Regions from separate parts of the Rattus norvegicus genome. Here all the other regions are linked to region 3. A link is a contact called in public Hi-C data. All regions are on one chromosome and are shown on one strand. Each heading gives the region's core, a stretch centred on a gene start, on an enhancer-like site or on the middle of the called end of the contact. The rest is flanking DNA. Distances are from core to core; before and after follow the strand shown.

Evidence for each region. A called contact is a pair of places that touch in the nucleus more often than the background predicts.
Region 1: a Hi-C map of Schwann cells shows a contact between it and region 3, with 2.8 times the contacts expected there. The contact joins the promoter of Xxylt1 here to the promoter of Ppp1r2 in region 3. A contact is called at or near these places in 3 of 12 Hi-C or Micro-C datasets (Schwann cells, frontal cortex and mammary epithelial cells).
Region 2: a Hi-C map of kidney shows a contact between it and region 3, with 2.2 times the contacts expected there. The contact joins the promoter of Bdh1 here to the promoter of Ppp1r2 in region 3. A contact is called at or near these places in 3 of 12 Hi-C or Micro-C datasets (hepatocytes, kidney and mammary epithelial cells).

Annotation. Positions count from the first base shown.
Region 1 is chr11:83,162,075-83,166,789 of GRCr8, reverse strand. It overlaps Xxylt1 (xyloside xylosyltransferase 1), which reads right to left and starts at 3,358. Exons shown (of 4, transcript XM_344027.10): 1 at 2,755-3,358. The coding sequence starts at 3,255.
Region 2 is chr11:82,840,911-82,845,582 of GRCr8, reverse strand. Bdh1 (3-hydroxybutyrate dehydrogenase 1) reads left to right here and starts at 2,947. Exons shown (of 7, transcript NM_053995.3): 1 at 2,947-3,109.
Region 3 is chr11:82,975,256-82,979,480 of GRCr8, reverse strand. It overlaps Ppp1r2 (protein phosphatase 1, regulatory (inhibitor) subunit 2), which reads right to left and starts at 1,847. Exons shown (of 6, transcript NM_138823.3): 1 at 1,592-1,847. The coding sequence starts at 1,713.

The DNA of each region.
Region 1 (4,715 bases), core at 2,109-4,608, 190 kb before region 3:
CACCTTGGGTCACCTCGGAGGCAGCCACTCCCCGGTGGCCTTGCAGAGTCTGTTCCTGAAGGTCTTCACGGTGCTTTGACCTGTTCGAGAAGTTCTGATTTCCTAATCAGTGCTGAAAGAAATAAGTTCTTGAACAAAAGATGCTCATACACCAAGAGTGTGGTGTCAGGGGCAGACAGGGCAGCTAAGAGATGCCAGGGGCAGGAGTGTGGTCAGCGTCACAGCACTTTCCTAACCCTGCAGGCAGGACAGAGCTGGAGCACATTCTAGGAAGACTGAAGGCACCGGTGAATGGCTTGTGGTATAGGGACCTTTACAAAGCCCAGCAAGAATCAAATGACAGCAAGTGAAGCAAGCCTTCTTTGGGGAGCAGGGGTACCTTTTACCACAGAAACAGCTTCACAAAATACAAATTTATAATCAAGGGGAGCAATGTGACCCCAAGATTGATAAGCCTTTAGCTGCCTGCTGCTAAAGGTTAGAGAAGTGGTTAGAGAAGTGGTTAGAGAAGTGGCTCTCAACCTTCCTGATGCTGTGACCCTTTAATAATAGTTCCTCATGTTGTGGTGACCTCCAACCATAACATTATTTTTGTTGCTACTTAACTGTAATTTTGCTACCGTTTGTAATGTAAGTATCTGTGTTTTCTGCTGGTCCTGGGTGACCCCTGTGTGAAAGAGTCAGTCAACTCCCAAAAGGGTCTCAACCCACAGGTTAACAACTGTTGAGTTAGAACCACTAGCTTACACCTCAACAGGAAAGGTGACAGTCTCTTCAGGTCATTTGCAGCTGCCACCAAGCTTTGTGTGAGGGCTTGTAGCTGTCAGAGATGGGCTCCACGGAGCAGGAAACACATACTCCAAGACAGCAGTCTGACCTTCAGGCCAACTACAGGGCAGGAACTGTGTAGAGGCAGGTGATATGGCAAAGCACCACAGCGGGAAATTATCAATGGGAAAAACACAGACTCTTCAGCCGTGGGTCCGTCCCCTGCACGCCTCCAAGGAGCTGACGGCATTGGAAGAGCAGCAGGATTTGGGATGGAGACAGTATCCAACACAGGGAATGACATGAGCTTAGTTAGGCACACAGGCTAGGCTACAGTGTGCATACCTGATGAAGGGCAGGAATCTGGAAATGCAGAGCAGGCCCCAGCTGCTCTCCCTGCTGCAGCAGAGCATGCTGGTCTTCAAGGTGACCTGGTGAAACCCAAGACCTGCCTAGACTGGCCCTATGTCTTCTCCCTGGAATAGTAAGGTTTCTCCAATGTTAGAATGCTGGGATCAAACAGGGACAGGCTGAGTTACCTCTGGAGACTGCAGATAAGCAAAGCAGGATAGGCTCTGGAACAAACCCCTGGTGAAAGACACTTCTAGATCCTACAGGGTGAAATTCCAGTCCAGGTACCCTTTCCTGACCATAGCGGTTGTCCTATCTTCAGTGCTATGAGGGGAGCAGGAATGGAAAGGTCCTTCAGGCTACGGTGGGTCAGGCTTGGAAGGTTCCCGAACATAAGGACGTACTCGATATAGTCTGGGAGCCAGGTGTGGTGGCGCACAAAGAGTGGAGCACTCAGGAGCGCTGGCACAAGTTCGAAGCCAGCCTGAGCTACACAATGAGTTCCCAGGTTAGTTTAGACTACAGAGTGAGATCCTTTTAAAATAATAATAATAGTCAATCCAATCAGGGCTATGCATACCTGTGATCCAACACTCGGAGACAAAGGCAGAAAAAGACTGGTCAAGGCCAGTGTGGTCTGGATAGCAAGCCCAAAAAACAAAAGAAACTGAGGGCATAGCCATGAGTCCAGGAAGGAGAGTCAAGGAAGAGCTCTACCAAGCAACAGGGACATCACTCTAGTCAACACAAAACTGCCTTGGACCCCTGAACACAGCATGGTCCCTGGCACCAAGCTAGGTACAGGGACAAGGAATTCTGCTCTTGATTCAATATCTTCCACCAACATCAGATTCCATCCTTAAAGACCATCGGCCCCTCTTTCCCAATAATCAGACTCTGAACCCCCTCCGGACAACCAATGCATCAAAATAGATAGGGCAAGCAAGTTGATGAGAGTAACAAGCTCGTAGGTCAAGAACCCAATCCTGGACAAACAGAGGCAGGTGATAAATCAGAGGCCAGAAGAGGTGGGAGCTGCTGGGAAGTCAGGCTGGTGGGTTCAAATCTGTATCCCTTGGAGCTTTTCCTCTGGAGGAGGAACTTGTGGCTTATCTAACTGGTTCACGTTCTTAAGGGCAAGAGGGAAAAGGACACAGAGAGGACATGAGATCCTCCCCCCCCCCCGCCCCCAGAATACTACTGAGGAATTCCAGTTTAACCCTGATACTTCTAGAGGCCTCCCCAAGATCCTGACTAGAAGACAGCTCAGAGTGATGACTATTGTGTGCCTTCAAAAGGGACAATTCCATTCTCAGAAGTCAAAGAATATGAGGAGTGTAGACTGTAAAGGCACTTCTTATGAATGAACTCTGGGAAACTAGCAAAATAGGGCGGGCTGATCTTTCAGGAAACGGTGCCGGATGAAGCGGGAGAGGGACTAGTTAACGCTGCCGATCCATCCCAGTTAGTCTGACTCTAGGACACGCCCCCAGACCAGATCTCCAGGACGCTGGACAAGCATGTGCAGGACAGGGTAGAGGATATTAGACAGGCTACAGGCACAGGAATCGAACACCGCTCACTGGAGCTACCAGTGACAGCTCAGAGAACAGACGTGGGCCATCCACCTCTCACCTTGCACTTGAAACCGGCGGCGGGCGGCAGGAGCTCCCGCAGCAGGGCCTTGGCCACCTCGCGGCTGGCCTCTTCGCTCACGAAGTGGAGGTTAAGCACCTCGTGCGGCTCGAACTTGGCGAGGCGCAGCAGGGAGCGCAGCGCCACTCGAGCCTTGGCCTGCAGCGCCGCGTTGTGCTCCGCCTTGGTGAACATCATGAGCAGGTGGTAGTCCACCGGGACCGCCAAGCCGCCCTCCAGGTTCTTGGCCTTGGCACCGGAGGCCGGCGCCGCGGAGCCCCGGGCCAGCTCGGGCACGGGCGGCGTGGGCGCGGCGGCCCCGGCGCGGGCCTCCTTCAGCCTCTTGGTGGCGCTGGAGAAGGTCTCCCGGCCCGAGCCCAGGTAGTAGAAGGCGCACACTGCCAGCGCCGCGGCCAGCAGCAGTGCGCAGTAGTGCGAGCGCACCGCGCCCAGGCGCGCCATGGCCCGAGCGCACGCGGCCCCGCCTCGGAGGAGGTCCATGCGCCGGAGCCGGCGGCCCAGCAGCCGGGCCCACTCAAAGCAGCACTCCAGGGCCCGGAGCCCGGCAGCGGGCGGCGGCCATAGCGGGGGCGGGACCGCGCTGCCGGGAGCCAATCGTGACCGTGGACACCTAAAGGGCGGGGCCATCGCAGCCGCTAGGTCCTAGGTTCCGACGGGTTAGACGCCAGCTCTCCTTTGCAGATTTTGGCTGCCAGACTTGAGAGGCTGACACCAGACCCTAGACTGGGTCGGCCTGCTAGAGGGGGAATCTTGGTCTTGAAATAACAAACGCTTCAATATAAGACTTATGTAGATAAAGCTACCTTTTCTGTCTCCACATTTGTCTTCTCTCTCTCCTCCCTCTTCCTCTCCTTCTCCCTGACCTTCTCCCTCCCTCTCCACTAGTTAGGAAACTACCTAGAGTTGAAACATTTAAACCAGAAGGTCCTTCTTGTTTCACACATAGGTTTATTAACACCCCAAATGAAAATGGCTTTCCCCATCTCCCTTCACACCTCTGGGATAACCCGGAGAATATCCATGGCCAGCAGGGGGACTTTACTGTCCAAAACTGTAGTCCCTGCAGAGAGCTCCCAAGAAACACCAAAATTGTTTAATTGGCTTGCAAGACTTGAGGGAAAACATGAGATGTCCCAGAAAGTTTTGAAAAATCTTAACTGGGGCATACTGAAGTGACTTAACAAAGCACTAGCCTGCAGCCATTTAACCATCATCAGTCAACAATGCCAGGCAGACAAAAATTCATTAACTTCAGGTTTTTAAGACTTGGCGATATAACAAAAGTTCTGAAGGAAATTGGTCTGCATGCTTCAAAGCGGTGGAGGTAAGAATGCTCAAATGTTCCCGAGTATACAACGGGCTAGCCTTGCCCCCGAGGATGGCATTCACCTGCCCCAGCATCACGTGCTTCCAACTCTGTCCTTTTCCACGGGAACAACAAATCTGAAAAGCAGCCAACCTCTGAAACAGGCCCGGCGGGTTCAACACATACTACTCACCACCGGCAGGGGGACCCCAAGAGGGCAGAATGATCACAGTTGGTAAAGTCATCTGATCCTTACAATTCCATGATATGCAGATATTTGCAACAGGCCAAAGCATGTGATTTCCAAAGCACAACTCATATTCAGTGAGTAATTCAAGTTCTGAGTTGTATTTTCCATGGACACATGGGACAGGAAGTCCAGGCCAGCTCTACCGCTGCCAACTATTACACACCCAGTGGTTACGTGCTTACTCTGAGAACAATTATGCCCAGATGTAAAAGAAAGGCAACATCACCATCGCAGATAGGAAAGACAATAAGGTGCCTGACATTGAATAACTTAAATCCAGGAGACATTAAACTTACCAAAATAAGTGTAAATATCCAATAGCTATAAAAAAAAATTAGTAACCGCAACTTTTCTGAGGTGTTTATAAATACTACCCCAAATCTC
Region 2 (4,672 bases), core at 1,698-4,197, 130 kb after region 3:
GTCTGGGGTTTGGAGAGGACTTGGAGGTGGCTGAGGGCATGGTTTAGTCTGCACCGAGCACATGCTGCACCCTCCACTACCAGGAGGGAGCAGAGGCGCTCAGGGCCAGAGTGCAGAAAGGAGAAAGATGTATTATCTAAGGGCTGGCGTTGGACAGAGGGTGAGCTAGGAAGTGATGAGGATCGGATTCAACAGGGAGACTTGGGTGTTGCAGTTTCTGAGACTCTTTCAGAAAGCCGATTCTTCTGTGAAACTTCCAGAGTGGCCCGCTCCCCACTCTCACTGCACGTCTCTGTCCCTCTTTCAGAAGACTTACAGTAGGAGTCCTGGCAACTCACTTGGCTCATGCATGCATCTCATATCCGTGCATGGCAAAGATCTTTTCCCTCCGAAACCTACGTTGCCTATTTGCAGCAGCGCCCTCTGGCGGTTCCAGTGAAATGCACAGGTACTAACTAGCTTGGCCCCAGGTCTGGGCAGAGAGGTGCAGGAAGGAGATGGAATCTTGGCACACGTCTTGCTTAGAATTACCTGGTTCCCACAGGTTTCTACTTCATGTATTCAGATTCACGGCCAAGTCTTTTCTCAAGTTCCAAAATTGGCAGGCAGAACTGTACTAGGGAGAGAATGAGCTGAGCTGAACTGAGCTGAGCTGAGCTGAGCTGAGCTGAGCTGAGGCTGGGTCCCAGTTGTGACTCTCATGCAGTCACACCTGAGTCTCACCCAGTCAATGGCTTTCTCCTGGGAGTGACCATTTCCTTCTCGCCTCCGCGTTGTTAGTGATGCCCTCGAGGGCAGGGCATTTGGGAAATGAAGGCATGAAGTCTCAAACCCAACAAACCAGTTCTTCATTAGCCGGGTTGAAAGAGCCTGAAGTAAGGACCAGAATGCCTCTTTGAAGCTAACCACTGGCTTTTCTGGGTCCCTCTGCTTCCCAAGGCATGTCTTTCTATAAGTTCTTAGGAGAGGTAGCTTGGCCCCCAGATATTATAAAAGGCATTTGGGGGGCTGCTTACTAGAAGGCAGTGTCCTGGTGAGGCTTCTCAGGGTGGCCTTGTGATCTGTCTGGGGGTACAACTCTTGGGGTTGCCCTGTGGTCTGGAATCCAGTATTCGAGGCTCAAAACTCATATGGTCTGATAGCATGTGGTTGAACATTCTGGAATGAGGATTGCTCTGCATGTCCTCACTGTTACAGAAAACAGGCTACTCCCCTGGTCAACCATTGGGAACCATTTCAAAGGGGTGTCTGGCTGTGGTCATCTGGGGAGGGTGGCCTGCAAAAGCATGTGCAGCTGAGTTGCTCACTACCACAGACCCCATGGGTACTGTCATTGAGGAAGTACACTGGACTCACCTCAGCACTGCCGAGGGGTGTAACGAGTGGCAGATTTGTGTCTCGAGGAGTGTGTGTGTGGGGTATTGGTCAGAGAGAGTCCAGGTGCCATTGGCTCTTTTACACTCGTGGGCTCGCCCAGTGTCAGAGGGCAGTGGGTTGCTGCAGGCATCCTAGAGAGCTGTGACAGAAACACCCTGAAGCCTGGAGGAATAAGTGAAGCAGGGGCTTCTCAGGTCACACCAGCAAAGCTGGGGCTGGAAAGATCGCGAAGCAAGAGTTGTCTAAGGTAAAGTCAAAGAGTTCAACTATCAAAGTCTTTTATAAGTCGTTACACATAATTCTTAGTCCCAAATTAGAATCTATGGTTTTCCTAGGTGAGAAGATTAACTCTTCTAGCACGACATAATGCTCAAAGTGTATCCTAGTGACACCGTATACTCGAATGGTTATAGGTTTTTATAATTGTAGGGTGTTTGGGGGGTTGGATGACTTGTTTATTTATTTATTGTTGTTTTTGGTTTTTGAGACTGGGTTTCTCTGTGTATCACTGGCTGCCCCGGAACTCACTCTGCACATCAGACTAGTCTTGAACTCAGAGGTCTGCCTCCCTCTGTCTCCCGAGTAAGTGCAGGGATTAAAATAGTTGCCTGTTTACAGTAAAGAGATTTATTGCTATGGATCACAGCGCCATCTACTGGGCGACATTCTGAGTCAACTGAGTCTGTGAAATGGGCTCAGAGAACCAACGTGTTCTCTTTTCAGGATTCTCCCGGTCTTCGGCGCTATGAGTGCCAGAAGAGGGGCATAAAAAGGGAACACGCAGCCTCAGCCCTCAAGATCCACGGACAGGGCTGGCAGCTTTCTTAAAGCCTCGATCCCCCATTGTCCCCATACTTCCCCGGGACGTTGATTTGTCTAGTCCCTTTCTACGCAGTCCTTACGTCATTTGTCTAAACATAGCTCATCGCTAATAGATGCTGGTGTCGTTCTTCAGCCTGTTTCTCATCCTGGAAACAGGTGTCTCGAGGTAGTGGGATCTGAGGAGAGTTCATTTATGGCTGACTGCCCCTGCAGACCACGCGCATAGTTCTATTGGTGAAACCTTGGGAAACTGCGATATGTTAAAAGACCCTCAGGAGAGAAAAATTAAGTGTCGTTTCGTTAAATGACATTCAAAAGTCAATCAACTAACCATTTAGTTCCGATAAGCTTTAAAGACAGCAAACACTCAAAAGACCTGGAAGGAGTCTTGTCCTCCACACGGTTTCTTCACTTCCTGGAGCGGCACGGGCGCCCTGGTTTTGGGGGTGGGCTGGGGGCTGAAACCTTCTCGCACCTTTTGCCTCCCCACCAGGACCCAGGAAGCGAAGATCATACGGCAGCGAGGATCTGTACCAGGCTTGGATCAGGATGGACCTGCATGAGCAGGTTTACCTCCGGGGCGTCTAGAGATTAGGGGCACCCTTGACTGGAGCAGAGCCAGGCCGGAATAAGGAGGGCTAAGGAGGCTGCGCCTAAGCACTCCCCGCCTCCGCGCTGTCTGCCGTCGGGCCCCGCCCGGCGCAGCCTTAACGCACGTACCGGAGTGTGTTAGGCACATCCGGGTGTCAGAAGCAGGAGGCCGCAGTTTTAGGGGTCCGGAGAGGGTCTTGAGAAACAGAGGCAACGCGCCAACTCCAAGCCAGAAGCGCGAGCACCTGCACAGCTCCGGGGTCAGACGAGCGCACCGGTCCAGCCCTTGCCGCGGAGCCCCCTGCCGGCTCGTTGTGGGGTAAGAGGGTCTTCAGCGCGGTAGCTCGGGTGCTGCACACCAGCGCTATCTGCTGGGTTTGGGTTAGACCGGCGCGGCTACTGAGCCGGCTCCTTGGAAGGCGGGTGGGGAAGGGACATCGTGTCCTCTAGGCAGCCCTGCGGCCGAAGAGGAAGCAGAGATGGACCGATTGATATCCCAGGTGGTCTGCACCCGTCACCCTCTGATGGCCTCCCGCTTCCTCCGTGCACGCCTCCAGGAACAAGGTCCTTTATAATCACCACGGGAGGCCCAGGGTTGATCACGCGGCGGCGTGGCTCCAGGCGAAACCTTCGGCACTCCTCGTTCACTGCTGGCGCGATTTTACAGAAGGGAACCGAGGACCCAGGAGTGGAGGGAACTGGCCCAAGGTCACTTCGTAGTCCAAGGCCGAGCCTGGGTCGAAGCCACTCAAGCAGCCCCTTGGAAGGCACTGCGCGGTCCCGACCCATCTCCCGACCTTGCTCTACGTCGGTCCCCCTCCTCCCGTGGCCTCCACTAGGCTCTGTTGTAGGGGTTTTGGCAGCGCCTCCTCCGCGTCTGCTGTGCTCGGAAAGGATGCTGGACAGCGGTGAGGCCACGAGTCCAGTCGCGTGAGCATGAGCAGAGCCAGGGTTGGTGGAGACTGGGTGGGCCTCGGTGCTGGGGGAAGAAGAGAAGGTCCGGGCTTGGTGGCGGCGCCGCGGGGGTCGTCTGGGGATGCCCGAGTGGCGGGGGCCTTGGCAGCGCCAGGCCGGCAGTCACCCCAGTGCAACGGCTGGAGGACAGTGCGGCTTTGTCTAGGTGGTGTCGCCTCAGCCAATGGGAGCTCTGTCTGGGCCGAGCCCCCTTGGTCCCCGCCCTCTTGCCGGTTGGATGGGACCGCAGCGCTGGGATTGGCTGCGCGGTCTACAGCGACGTCTGGCGCGGCGTGGAGTAGGAGGCGCCAGTGCGATTCCATCCTACCCCTTGCCTGCTGGAGGGCGCCAGGTTTGCGTGTGTTCGCGCATCTGGGTGGGGCTCCGACGTCCTTTCCCCTAACCCTGTGGCTGCTCCTTCCAGGAGGCGGCGGCATATCATCCATCGCATGTTTTTCCAGCCAGTGAGCCAAAGTCGGCCCATAGTCAGCAGGTGCAGAGTCACTGTCTAGCCCAGAGGTTCTCACTTGGAGTTGCAGAGGCTTCCTCTTGCCAGGGTATTTTGTGACGCAGCAGATGCCTGTCTTTCGACATCAGATTGTTCCTGAAACACTGGGTATAGACACCCTAACAGGCCAGGAAGCTGAACGGAGACATTTATGTAACGTTCAACAATACATCCATAGAGGAAACCTAGATGTCAGTGAGTCCTATTGGTGGGGTGCTCAGAGTGTATGTGGGGCTGATGGTTAGGGCTCGTGAATAGTTTTGAATTCCAATATACACCGCCTGGGTGACTGTAATTACAGAGATCCAAAGGGAGGCTGGGGAAAGAGGAGGAGCCTGGGGAAAGAGGAGGAGCCTGGGGTTTTTTGTTTGTTTTTACTATGAGAAGGGTTGAAACTAAGGCGTCATAAATGATAAGTTC
Region 3 (4,225 bases), core at 598-3,097:
AGGCAGTCGGTCAACTAGCTTATAAAATCCTTTTTAAGTGAATCTGTCCTGCCAGGAACTCTTTCAGAAGGAGCAATTTATCTAGTGGAGTCAGTCTCATTTAGTGGTATGGGGGGTGGGGGGTAAATCTTGGGCAAGCATGGGAGTCAGAGATCTAACTGATAGAACAGTGCTCTAGATCATAGAGCATCAAATCTGAGGATGTGAGTTAAGGGTGCTGAGAACTGAGATATTTGATAGTTGGACAAGTCAATGAGGACCTATCCTGCTGCTTGACAGTCAAGCTGTGGTGAGCGAGTGCCTTCTGGACTTCCTGCTACTATGCTGTGGCATTCAGTTTTCCCATGACCCACAACCTGTCAAAGCACTTTAAAGCAGCTTATTCCAAGTACAGCTTGGAAAACTATGAAGGCACGCAGTTCTCTTCAAACTCAAAGAATGGGGGGAGGTGGTGTTGCTGGACAATGCTAAATCCTTTCCCTGTCTCTGCGGGACACAATTCTAAGTTGAATCCACAAAAGGGGTTTTCTCCAAATTTCCCATAAAATTGTTTCCAGCTAGTTACTCTAAAAATTCCAAATTAGATCCTTAATATAGGAGTGCCCTACTTCTAAAAGTCTAAGACTTCACAGCATTCTCACTGCTACCTCCACGGACTTCAGTAATCTTTCTTAAGCCTTGTTTCTGAATGCAAGAGTTCCTATTATAATTTTAGTAACTTAGACTATTCGAGGCCCCCTTAGAGTCTGACCCGGTGGTATAATTAGTTATACCCTAGACGCTGTACTACTGTCACACTATTTTCATTGAGCACTGAAGCCTGGGTAGTTTTCTCTGTAGCCAGAACACCTCTCTGTTTTTTCAGGCTGGAATATCTTTCCATTATACAAATGTACCATAATTAATATTTCACCAGTTCTCACTAATGGACCTTGGGCGGTTTCCAGGTATTTACTAATACACACAATGCTTTACGTCAATATCTCAAGTTGCTTCTCTCTGAAGAACTGCGTTTAGATATGCAAAACAGGACCCAAAACTAGATAGAAAGCACCCAAACCTCTAGCTCCAGGTACAAAAATATTTAGCAACAGTAACTTTCCATTAAATGCAGATGACTGATTTTAAAATTTTGGTTTCATTTAGTGCAGAGATAATGACAGACCAGGAACTGAGAGACGAACGCAGTAAAGTGCTTAATGGAGAAATAAATGTGTTTGTGCTTCTGGTTGTTTTTTTTAAAGTGTTGATCTCATTAGCCTGAACCTAGATTGAAATTGAAGGGCAAAAAAGAAACTCCTTTGCCTTAGAATTTTAGCTACCTTGGCTTAGGCTAGGGGCATAATAAAAGCTTAACAGTTAAAGCTTTGAAACTTCAATCTGATTCCTTAGCGTTCCGAAGGACACGAAGTTCAAAAGCCAGGCTTAAAATGTGCGTGTACTTAGAAAATAAACGAGACAAACGCCACCGCCTCTGGCGGCTCCGGTCCCACTCCACCCCGCGGCCGGAGGGGCAAGGCTAAGGCCGGCTCCCCGTAGCCGCCTGTCAGCCGGGAAGGCGAGGCTTCCAGGCCGGCCTCCCGGCTCTCACCTCAGCTCCTCTTCGACGGTCCGGCGGGGCTGTTCGGCCGAGGCCACCACCGAGGAAGTCGTAGAGGTCTTGTTCTTCAGGATTCCCTTGATGGGCCGGTGCGAGGCCGTCGAGGCCGCCATTGCCGGTCGCTCCGGCTGCTGGCTCAGGGTCGCTGCTGGCGTGGGGTCCCGGAGGAGAAGGGGTGGGCACTGCAGAGACCCTCCAGGCAGCCGTGGAGCCCAGGCCGGGCTAAAGCAGTCGCACCTGCTGTCGCGGAAACCACTACCAGCGTCTCCCGCACGACACAATGACCGCAACGCCACAGCTGACGCCGCGCGGCTGGCGGCCCTTCGCCGCCGGCAAAGCAGCCCGCGGCCCGCGGAGGAGGCCGGCCTAGTGGCCCAGCGCGGGAGCGACGCGGATGCCAAAGCCAAGCCCGGCCCGCCCTCTCGCGATATCTAGAGCGGGGCGGGGCGAGAACAAAGCCGGCCTTCTTGCCCCGCCCCTTCCCGCCCGCCCGCCCGCCCCGCCCCTCCTCTGTGTTAGGTCAGCTGAGTCCTGACCCAGCAATCGTGTCAGTGAGAGACCCGCTGTCTGCCTTAGAGATCTACTTCCTAGCACTCTCCCATCGCCGTATGAAACCTTGTTGCTATTTCTGTCTTATGACAGAAAACTGAGGCTCACGGGTGACTCACTCCACAAAGATAAGAGATGTTAGCTGACTGAACGATATAGCTCCCGTTTCTATTTAATCTTTGTAATCATCTTCTTTTTCCTTTTCTTTTCTTTTCTTTTCTTTCTTTTTTTATTTGAGACAGGTCTTTCTATGCAGACCAAGCTAGTTTCGAACTCACAGAGATCGACCTGCCTCTGCCTCCTGAGTGCTAAAGGTCTGTGCCACCACACCCAGTCCTTCGCGATTTAACTTCCTACTATAAAATCATAGAATACCAGTATTGGAATGGTCCTCAAAGATCTATTATGAAGCCACAGAATAGTCATTTTTGTGATATCACAAAAAAGCCTGCCTTGGGATAATAGAACCTCTTCTTACCATTGGAGAAGCAGACGGACAGAAAAGAGCCACCACTTCCACACAGTCCATCCATAGTATATGATGGCCACAAGGCAAAGTCGGTGTGGCACTGGAGGACCGGAGTGGTGCCCCTACAAACCAAGGATCAACAAGACATCAAAAGTCCGGGGAGCCATTTTCAACAGATCCAAATTCTCAGTGCTCTTAGAGGGAGCCAAGTCCCCTGCTCTCAATTTGGGAATTCAAGCCCCCAGTACATTTTCTGTTGCTTAAAGTTTCTCGGGTGTGAAACTTCGTTGTCCCACCTCCTTCAGCCTTCAAGTCCGTCACACAGTTGTGTTTGTTCCACTACTCTGTCCTGATCAGACCTCTCAGAAACCTATGACAGGCCAGAGCAGACTACGGCACATGGGAATGCCATTGCCATCGGATCGACCCCAGTCCTCTGGGACCTTAGACAGCTAGGTGTCTGGTAAGAAGATTGTCACAGGGATACCCACCCATACCATGAAAGGGTTATCCAGCCACAGCGATGCCAGAACTTCCTCCCTTCCCGGGCTCTGACTCAGGAAGCCTAGATGGAGGAGATTCCCAGCAACTTGTTTGCTGGGGAGAGGAAGGCAAAGTGCAACTATTTTTAAGCAGTAATCTCACTCAAATAAGAGTCTTCTGCCTCGGTGCCTAGCAGACAATACTGTTTGGTGTCTTTAGGGCTCTGTTCCTGGGAACAGCGTCCGGTTTCCTGAAACGGTCAGATTTTCCAGACTGGCCCCTGGCTGAGTTCCTGCCAGAGGAAAGCCTCACTAAGGGACAGGATGCTGGTGGAGGTAATGGAGGGGAAGTGCACAGGAAGGTGAGAAGGGAAGCAGCTTTGCAGCTCATCTTGCTGAATGTGCTCTCCTGGGATTTCTGAGGCAAAGCTATAGAGCCACGTCCTTGGCTTGGGGCCCACCTCTGTTCCCAGTCAAATGTTTCATCCTCCCTCCTTGGCTGGGACCTTCCAGTAGATCCTGTTAGAACCTGGCCGCCAGGTCTAAACCAGAGGCATGGGAGCCCAGGGAATCAACAAGCTGCCTCTTCTCACTCTGCTTCCTGTCAGAGCCTAGCTCAGCAACGATAATCTTGTTTTGAAGAGAAGACACAAGACTTTCCTTCATGTTGATAATTACTGGGTCACTCGCTTTGTTCCTGCTTGGCCAAACTGAGCTGTGACTGGGCTCATAATTGAGCACCGCCTTGCTTGGCGAAAGGGAGCCTTCTAATGAACGTTGAGGCCACAGCATGACATAATGTGTTTTATTACAGGAAGCTGAAAGACGCTGGGTTAGAAGGTTGTTTCTCTGAGAAGCCTTGGAAAATGTTTCCCTCATCAAAGTTAGACTTTTGCTTCATTCTTTTCTATGCTTGATTCTATAAAAAGTGAATAGAGAGGAAAATTCCTTAGAAACCAGCATGGGGGGGTTGGGGATTTAGCTCAGTGGTAGAGCGCTTGCCTAGGAAGCACAAGGCCCTGGGTTCGGTCCCCAGCTCCGAAAAAAAAGAACCAAAAAAAAAAAGAAAAGAAAAGAAAAGAAAAGAAACCAGCATGGGAGTTTGGCTGCAAGCTTTTGAGTACC